Linked DNA regions of Capsicum annuum: region 1 is linked to region 2. Evidence: chromatin contacts called from public Hi-C data. All regions are on one chromosome and are shown on one strand. The core of a region is the stretch at or near the end of the contact, and the rest is flanking DNA. Distances in the headings are between cores, read along the strand shown. Region 1 has its middle 160 kb from the start of LOC107873298. Region 2 holds the start of LOC107873298.

Region 1 (3,710 bases), core at 73-2,572, 160 kb before region 2:
TTTCCTCTAGTTTTAAGAGCAACGCTTAAAGCTTTTTCATATGAAAAATATAGTGTTTAAAGAGTACAGAGAATGTTTGCAATGTTTTAAAGCGTGCCTAAGGAAATAAGAAGAGATTGTTTATATAAAATAAAAAGGGGGAATGGAGGATCTGAATAGAAAAAGGAAAGAAAATATTTTAACCCCTCAGTCAAGGAAAAATCTTCCTTAAATCCATGGCTGATTCAATTAGGTCAGCAAATCATGCAAATTCCAAAAAATAAGGAAAACGAGGATTGGGGCAATCAATCAAAACTCCCTTAATTAGCACCGAATCAAGAGATACAATAATAATCTATTCACACATTTATAATGCATATTGAACTTCCATAAATAAACAAGTGAAATTATTATGACTTAATACAATAAAACACTGATAATAGAAACGCTCCCATGTTAAACATTACGGATTGCGATTATTCAAAAAATAAACCTCCGACCATGATACAAATCACAAGGAGATCAAATCACGGGAATCAAATTAGCACTTAATTGTTATGAACCATATTTTAAATTCAACTAAAAATTTTGATCTTTATGGCAGAGATTGCTCCTAATTCAAGAAAACCAAAATAATCCACAAACAATCAACAAACAGTAGTAAGATCGGTAAATAAACATGATTAAGTCATAATTCAAAATTGTGTATTGTCAATTAAAAGACCGACCAAAAGAAAATGAGGATACTCAAACCAGAAACTCAATCGGGAAGGAAAACCTGAGACGAATTTTGTAAATCCGTCATGCGTTAGTGATTTCGACAGCATTTATCCTAAAATAATAGTGGTAGCAACGTGACTTTTCTGTCGGCGATGAGCGTTGCATAGTCGGCTGGGACTCACCGGTCATCAACTCTGGTGAATACAAGTGATAAGAGAGAATATTGGTAGTGAGAGCCATAGCAGTGACCGGTGACGACTGGTGTTATTGCTGTTGCCGCTGTTGGTGGCGTCAGTCGGAACGTGTGGACGAGTTTTCATCGAGAATGGGAGATAGGGCGCCGGCTATATGGGGGAGACCTCTTGGTTGAAACAGTGGTTATTGGGAGCTTCGTTGGCTGAGCGGCGGCCAGTTTTGATGGATGGTTGGCCTCCCATTGATGGAGTAGTGGGGGTTTACGCCGGCCATGGTGGAAAATGGCATGAGGGAGAAGCCGGCGGCAGTCAAGTGTTGCTGGTCCATCGGCGGTGGTTGACATTATAGAGAGAGAGAGAAGAGAAGGGAGACAGAGCAAAAGGGGAAGGAAATGCGAATGTTGGAAAAATTTTAGGGTTTAGGGTAGTCTGAGGGTGAAAAGGAAAGAAAGAAAGTTTTGGATCTCAGCCGTTGGATTATTTTTTATCAACAGCTGAGATCAAAATGATCTAAAAATGTGTTAGAATTTAAATTCTAATTTGAGATCAAAAAATTGACAAAAATTGTCATTAACTTGATACAATATGGCTAGAAAACAAACAAACTGGAAAATTGAATTGAATTAGGGCTGCTATTTTAATAAATGTGATACTGACGAGAAAAATAGTAAGACGTCGATATTAAATTAAACTAAGCATGTAAAAATTAATGTTACGTAAAATTATTATATAAAATTATCGATATTAATAATAATAATAATAATAATAGATAATATATTTGTAGAATATGTGTGCATATTTACAAAAAAAAATGATAAAATTACGTAAATATTATATTTGAATTAATAAATCGTAAGAAAGGGTAATAAAAAGTAATAAAATAACTTGTATATTTTTAAAATCATGAATGTGACACGTCGTTATTTAGTTGATATCAAAATAATACGTAATAAATATTAATATTAAAAATTAATAATTTTAATAAAATAACAACATAAGAGTAGCATCGGAAGGTCAAAATTGGGTGTCAACAATTGCCCCTTCTTTGCTTGAGAATGATAAAAGAATTATCGAACAACGAAAGTTGACATAGTAGCCAATTTTATCCGACCGAGAAAATAGTTTGTTAGCATAGAAGCAACCAGAGGTGGTTTTAAAAATAATACGGCCAAGACTTTTGTTTTAAGTCACCTATATATCTCTAGTCTTATGAGAATCATGTCATATGTAGTTCTAGATTTAGGAATGAATGAAATTCTTAAAGATTGTTAGTGATAAAGGATGGGCATAAACAATGATGTCTTAGGTCGATGAGATGGGTGTACATATGATTTTGAAAGGTGAAATATGAACAGGTTGCGAGGTATTAGGATTATGTTTTAGAATTGAAGGAGAATTCTTCTCAAATGTCTTTCATTTTACTTGTCACTTGAAAAAATGATTAATACAGATAGAATATTAAACGATACGATGAAAACAAACATAATGTAACAATAATGATGAGAGGAGATAAGGAAGCATATCTTTTACGAGAGAACAATGCTTTGCTCATATAGATTTGAAGAGGTTGAGCTTAATCCATACCATGTCCAGTAAAGCAATAGCATTTAATAACGTCGAGGTAGTTATGCTTAGCATGTTCAATAATAGAAAATAATATTTGTCTTTGAGTAACCCAGTCGACTTTCAGAGGACAATGTTTAGCCTTAGGCAGTTTTTTGATAGAGTCGTGTTTAACTCCATCGAATTTCCAAAAGCAATGCTTAGCTTCGGACAGTTTCTCAGGAGAGGGTGGGTAGTACTTAACCCAATTAACTCTTCAAGAAAACTGCTTCACCTTAGTCAGTTTCTCGAGAGAGGGTAGTGCTTAACCCACTTAACTTTCCAAAGACAATGCTTAGCCTCAGAGAGTTCTTGATAGAGTCATACTTAACTCCATCAAATTTTAAAAATAATGCTTAGTTCGGATAATTTCTTGAGAGACGCCTTAGTCAGTTTCTCAAGAGAGGTTAGTGGTTAACCCACTTAACTTTCCAAGGACAATGTTTAGCCTCAGAGAGTTCTCGATAGAGTCGTGCTTAACTCCATCAAATTTTCAAAACAATGCTTAGCTTCAGATGATTTCTCGAGAGATGGTAGGTCTTAACCCAACTAACTTTCAAGGACAATGCTTAACCTTAGTAAGTTTCTCGAGAGAGGGTAATGCTTAACCCAATTAACTTTTCAAGGATAATGCTTAGCCTAAGAGAGTTCTTGATAGAGTCGTTCTTAACTCCATTGAGTTTCTAAAATAATGCTTAGGTTCGGATGATTTATCGAGAGAGGGTAGTTCTTAACCCAACTAACTTTTAAAGGCAATGCTTAACCTTAATCAGTTTCTAGAGAGAGGGTAGTTCGAGAGAGTAGTGCTTAACCCAATTAACGTCCTAAGGACAATGCTTAGCCTTAGTGCATTTCTCGAGAGTGGGTAGTGCTTAACCCGCTCAAAATATAGAATGGCAATACTTAACCTTATATATATTTTTATGTTACTCAAGAATTGATCTAGTGATTGAAATTATAACTGTATTAGATAGAAATTTTGGGGAAAATTTGACTTGCTCTCAATTAGTACCTACAAAATCTACTTATAACCTCATAAGTGGTACCTTCTTATAGTTAGACTAGTAGGTATCAGACTTGAAGCCCAAAATGTTCAGGGTTTTTTCTGGTACCTATGATGGATACCTACAACCCCATTAGTACTATATATGGCCCATAGTAGGGGTCATAGGTAGCCCTTAGTTCAGAATGCCAAATTTTTCTCTTTTTGCTTGT
Region 2 (3,870 bases), core at 1,105-3,604:
TAGTTTATTTAATCAGAAGAAGGTTACATTGTCGAGTTTTTTCAATATGATTTTCTCAAACGTCTATCCTTAACCAAATCTATATGAATAAAGATGATCACATAATTATAAAAAAATAAATTATATTTCATATTTTTCTTTTTATTTATTATGTTATTCATAATTAAAAGAAATTGAATTGTTAATGTTGATTTTTTTTAATTTTTAATTTTTTACTCTTTATTCACATCTATTCAGCATATTATCTAATCACTTCATTATATTCTCAAAATTAGTACAAAATTCACTAAAATCATTATTAAAACTAAAATAAAGATAAATTAAAAATAACAAATTAGTTATGAATTTGACATTGTTTCTATTATATATAATGTAAAAAAATACTAAGGGGTTATTTGGTAGAGTGTATTGAAATATATAATACATGCATTAATTAATGTATACTACTAGTACCTTGTTTGGTACATCTTTTTGTCTATGTATAACTAATACTATACACTCTATTGTGTATTGGGGTGTGTATTAGTAATACACACCATTTCCTATGTATTAGTAATACAAAAACTTTAAACACATGCATTAACTTATTAAACGACCTTAATACCCCTCAATTTTTCTTTTAAACTATTTCACAATTCCTTTTTCCCACCATTTTAATTTGCAATAGTGAGTCTTCTAAAAAAATTTCACAATTTTTTTTTCCACCATTTTAATTTAAAACAATGAATAGTTGATTTAAATAACTGCAACATATTTTTGCTTTATTTTGAGGGTTTTAAAAAAGATTCTTGAGACTATTTTTTAATTTTACATCTTGTACTTTATTTTTATTTTGACTATGTTAATCCGTCCGTGTAACATTTCATGCGCAAAGATGATGGTCTTGCAATTAATTCTAAGCTTCTATATGCTAGTTCAATAATACTAATTATGTTTGAGATGACAAAAAAATTTATAGCAAATAAAAAGTGTACAAAGTCAAAGAATGGTATTTTTGTAAACAAACATCTCTTTTATAGAAATTATGTAAGATATATTATTTCTAATATATCAAACCAAACAATGTTTAAAAAACAATCTCAACATAACTTATACAAATATAACTAATACAAGTATTACTAATGCAAGCATTACTAATATATTATATTTCGCATTGTTCTTATACACTCTACTAAACGACCCCTAAATGAATAAAAACGATCTAAAATATTAGAGTTAGAAAAAATATACGCAAAATGAAAAATAGTCAAATACACAAATCACAATTATACTTCACATTTCAACTTCACAACTTTAAATACAATATAATATTATTTGCATAATAGATGAATACTAAATAAGAAACAAATACAAATTCAAATATCATCGTGAAAATGTGATGTATAAGAAAAAAGAATAAAAATATTATAATAATTTTTGAGAAAGTGCCATTTCAAAATTTTGAAAAATATAAGAGAGGAGTTGTTGTACTATTTGAGAAAAAGTCCTTCTCATCCTCAGGAGGAGGGGGAGGGCAGGGGGTGTAAGAAGAAATTTGAGTTAATTTTGAAAATATAGTGGAGAAAAATATTCTTCTTATCTGGGAGTGGGGAGAGTGAGGAAGGGGCAAGAGGAAATTTGAATTAATTTTAAAAATTAAATGAAGCAATTAGATCAAACACATAATACTGTCTATAAATTTTAAATGAGAGATGAAAGAACAATAGAATAGAAATTTAAATATTTTTGACGATTTTAAATATTTAAATTGTAAGCAATACGATACATAAAAATATTTTTTATCGTTATATATTATTTTTAATAATATAAAATTTAATTAGAGGTGGGGAAGGAAGAGGGATAAGGTTGAGCAGATATTAATCAATTTAATATCTTTAAATTATAAATAATATAAAAAATTATAAAATATAAAATTTAATTTTATTATTATTATTATTATTATTATTATTATTATTATTATTTTGTATAAATTTAATTAGAGGTTGGGGGAAGAGATTGGGGGTGGGTGGGGAGTGGAGGCGTGCGGGCGAAGTGAAGATGGAGGTGGTGGTGGAGGTGGGGGCAGGGATGGGTGGGAGATTGGATTTTTTTTTCATATTTCATTAAGAAACAATATGGTAGTTAATTTTTTTAAAAATAATATAATTTAATATATTTGAAAAAATATTTTAATACAAAGTAATTATAAATAATATCTTAATATGATCTGTACATGTACGTATACCAGTGTATTATAAAGAAAAAAAAAATTGAGCGATTATTTTGTAAAAGCACACGTCACCATCAGCGGTCATTGTGTGACTGTGGGAGTCTCATGTAATATAGTGAGAGCAGTTCCATTTTGACAAAAGAAGGCAAGAATTTAGTGAATGACATTACAGGCTACAGCTGGTCGCTGGATGATATATATTTCTTCTGGGGCTACAGATTTACATGATTTTTCTTTTTCTTCAGCTGAAAATTCTATCTTATCTCCTCATGTACTTACTGATCATTTTCTGTTTCTTTTTTAGTGTATCTGGTGAGAGAAATTTAACAGCTATTTTCTTCTTCTTTAAATTAAGCTATTTTCTTCTTCTTTAAATTATCTTTTGCAGACCTTTGAGCGGAAAAAAACAAAAAGAAAAGAAGCACAAATGTCTGCTTGCATGGTCTTATCATTCTTCTTGATTAAACATCTGGTTGTATCATTCTTCTTGATTAAACATCTGGTTGTATCATTGTCTTCTATCTACCAATTTGCAACAGTAAATTATATGTCGGTCAGTGATGATTGACGTCATCTCTGGCTCTATTTCAATTTCACACAAAAAAAAAAACCTCCTCTTTTATTGCAGGTATATTTCATTAATTGGAATCCACCTCTATCCTCGAGTGGATTTCGTAACAATTTAGCCAATATCTTTCCAAGATCATCATTTCTGAATAAAATTTTCAGGTTTTTTTCCCTTAAAAAATATAGACCTTTCCCGAGTTCCATCTTAACGATAGGTGAAAATTTCAAGTAAGAATTTGGTTTCTTTATTTCTGCATTTCGAGTTTCATCCAAATTTCTTTTCGGTAAGACAAGACTTGTAGCTTTTGAAGTTTCCACTTTTTGATTAAATTTATTATTCTGGAGTGTGGCGTGTTGCGGGAGAGATGCACCAACGTCAGTGTTAGCGACTTGTGTTTTTAGGTAATGTCTAATTAATATTATTTAAACTGATGGGCTATTTTCTTGTAAGTTTGCAGTTGCAAGAAAAGTACTATATCAATAACTATTACTGCGCCTCATGAATCATCATCACAAACCCTGTTACTCCAATTAAACTCATCTAGTAGGAAGAAAAGTATACCTGTGTTCAAATAGTTAAAAAGTTGATTGGGAACGAGCAAAGCATGGAACACAGAATTAAAGATTTCTGAGGTTTGAGTGATGGTCATTTGTTGGGGCAAAACATGGAAGCTTTGAATCAGAGGTCTCTGGAAAGAGTTGTCTCACAAAGAGCTCTGCAAATAGGAAGTTCATTTCCGTGCCGGATTTGTGTGATTGGCTTTCTGTGTGGTGTTTGCCTCACCTCTTTACTTCTTGCTGCTCTTACTTCATTTGGTGCCTTTGAGTTTGGTGCCCTTTCAATTTCACCTGCAATTTCTTCTTCAACAAGCCCAACAAGTAAGTCAAATTAATGCGCAACCTCATTTTTCTTCCCTTCTCTTTCAAGTTTTCCCTACTTCATTCCCGACATCACAAATTTTTCACTTGGGCATTCATTTATCTGAAAGATTATTCCTAATTCGCGAGAAGAAGTGTTTGTTTTTCATAGGATTATTCCTAATTCGCGAGAAGAAGGGTTTGTTTTTCACTTCCTATGATAGGCGGTCTTTTCA

What was found. A called contact is a pair of places that touch in the nucleus more often than the background predicts.
Region 1: a Hi-C map of leaf shows a contact between it and region 2, with 2.0 times the contacts expected there. The contact joins the enhancer-like site here to the promoter of LOC107873298 in region 2. A contact is called at or near these places in 2 of 5 Hi-C or Micro-C datasets (both in leaf).

Annotation. Positions count from the first base shown.
Region 1 is chr6:84,732,698-84,736,407 of UCD10Xv1.1, reverse strand. No RefSeq gene overlaps it. Among protein-coding and RNA genes, the nearest start is that of LOC107873298, 160 kb to the right of the region's middle. Within about 2 kb of position 1,322, at least 5 of the 5 cell types and tissues checked have an H3K27ac peak or open chromatin away from gene starts, as enhancers often do. A contact at or near this core is called in leaf, where this site is marked.
Region 2 is chr6:84,568,842-84,572,711 of UCD10Xv1.1, reverse strand. It overlaps LOC107873298, which reads left to right and starts at 2,354. Exons shown (of 9, transcript XM_016720088.2): 1 at 2,354-2,521; 2 at 3,235-3,655. The coding sequence starts at 3,442.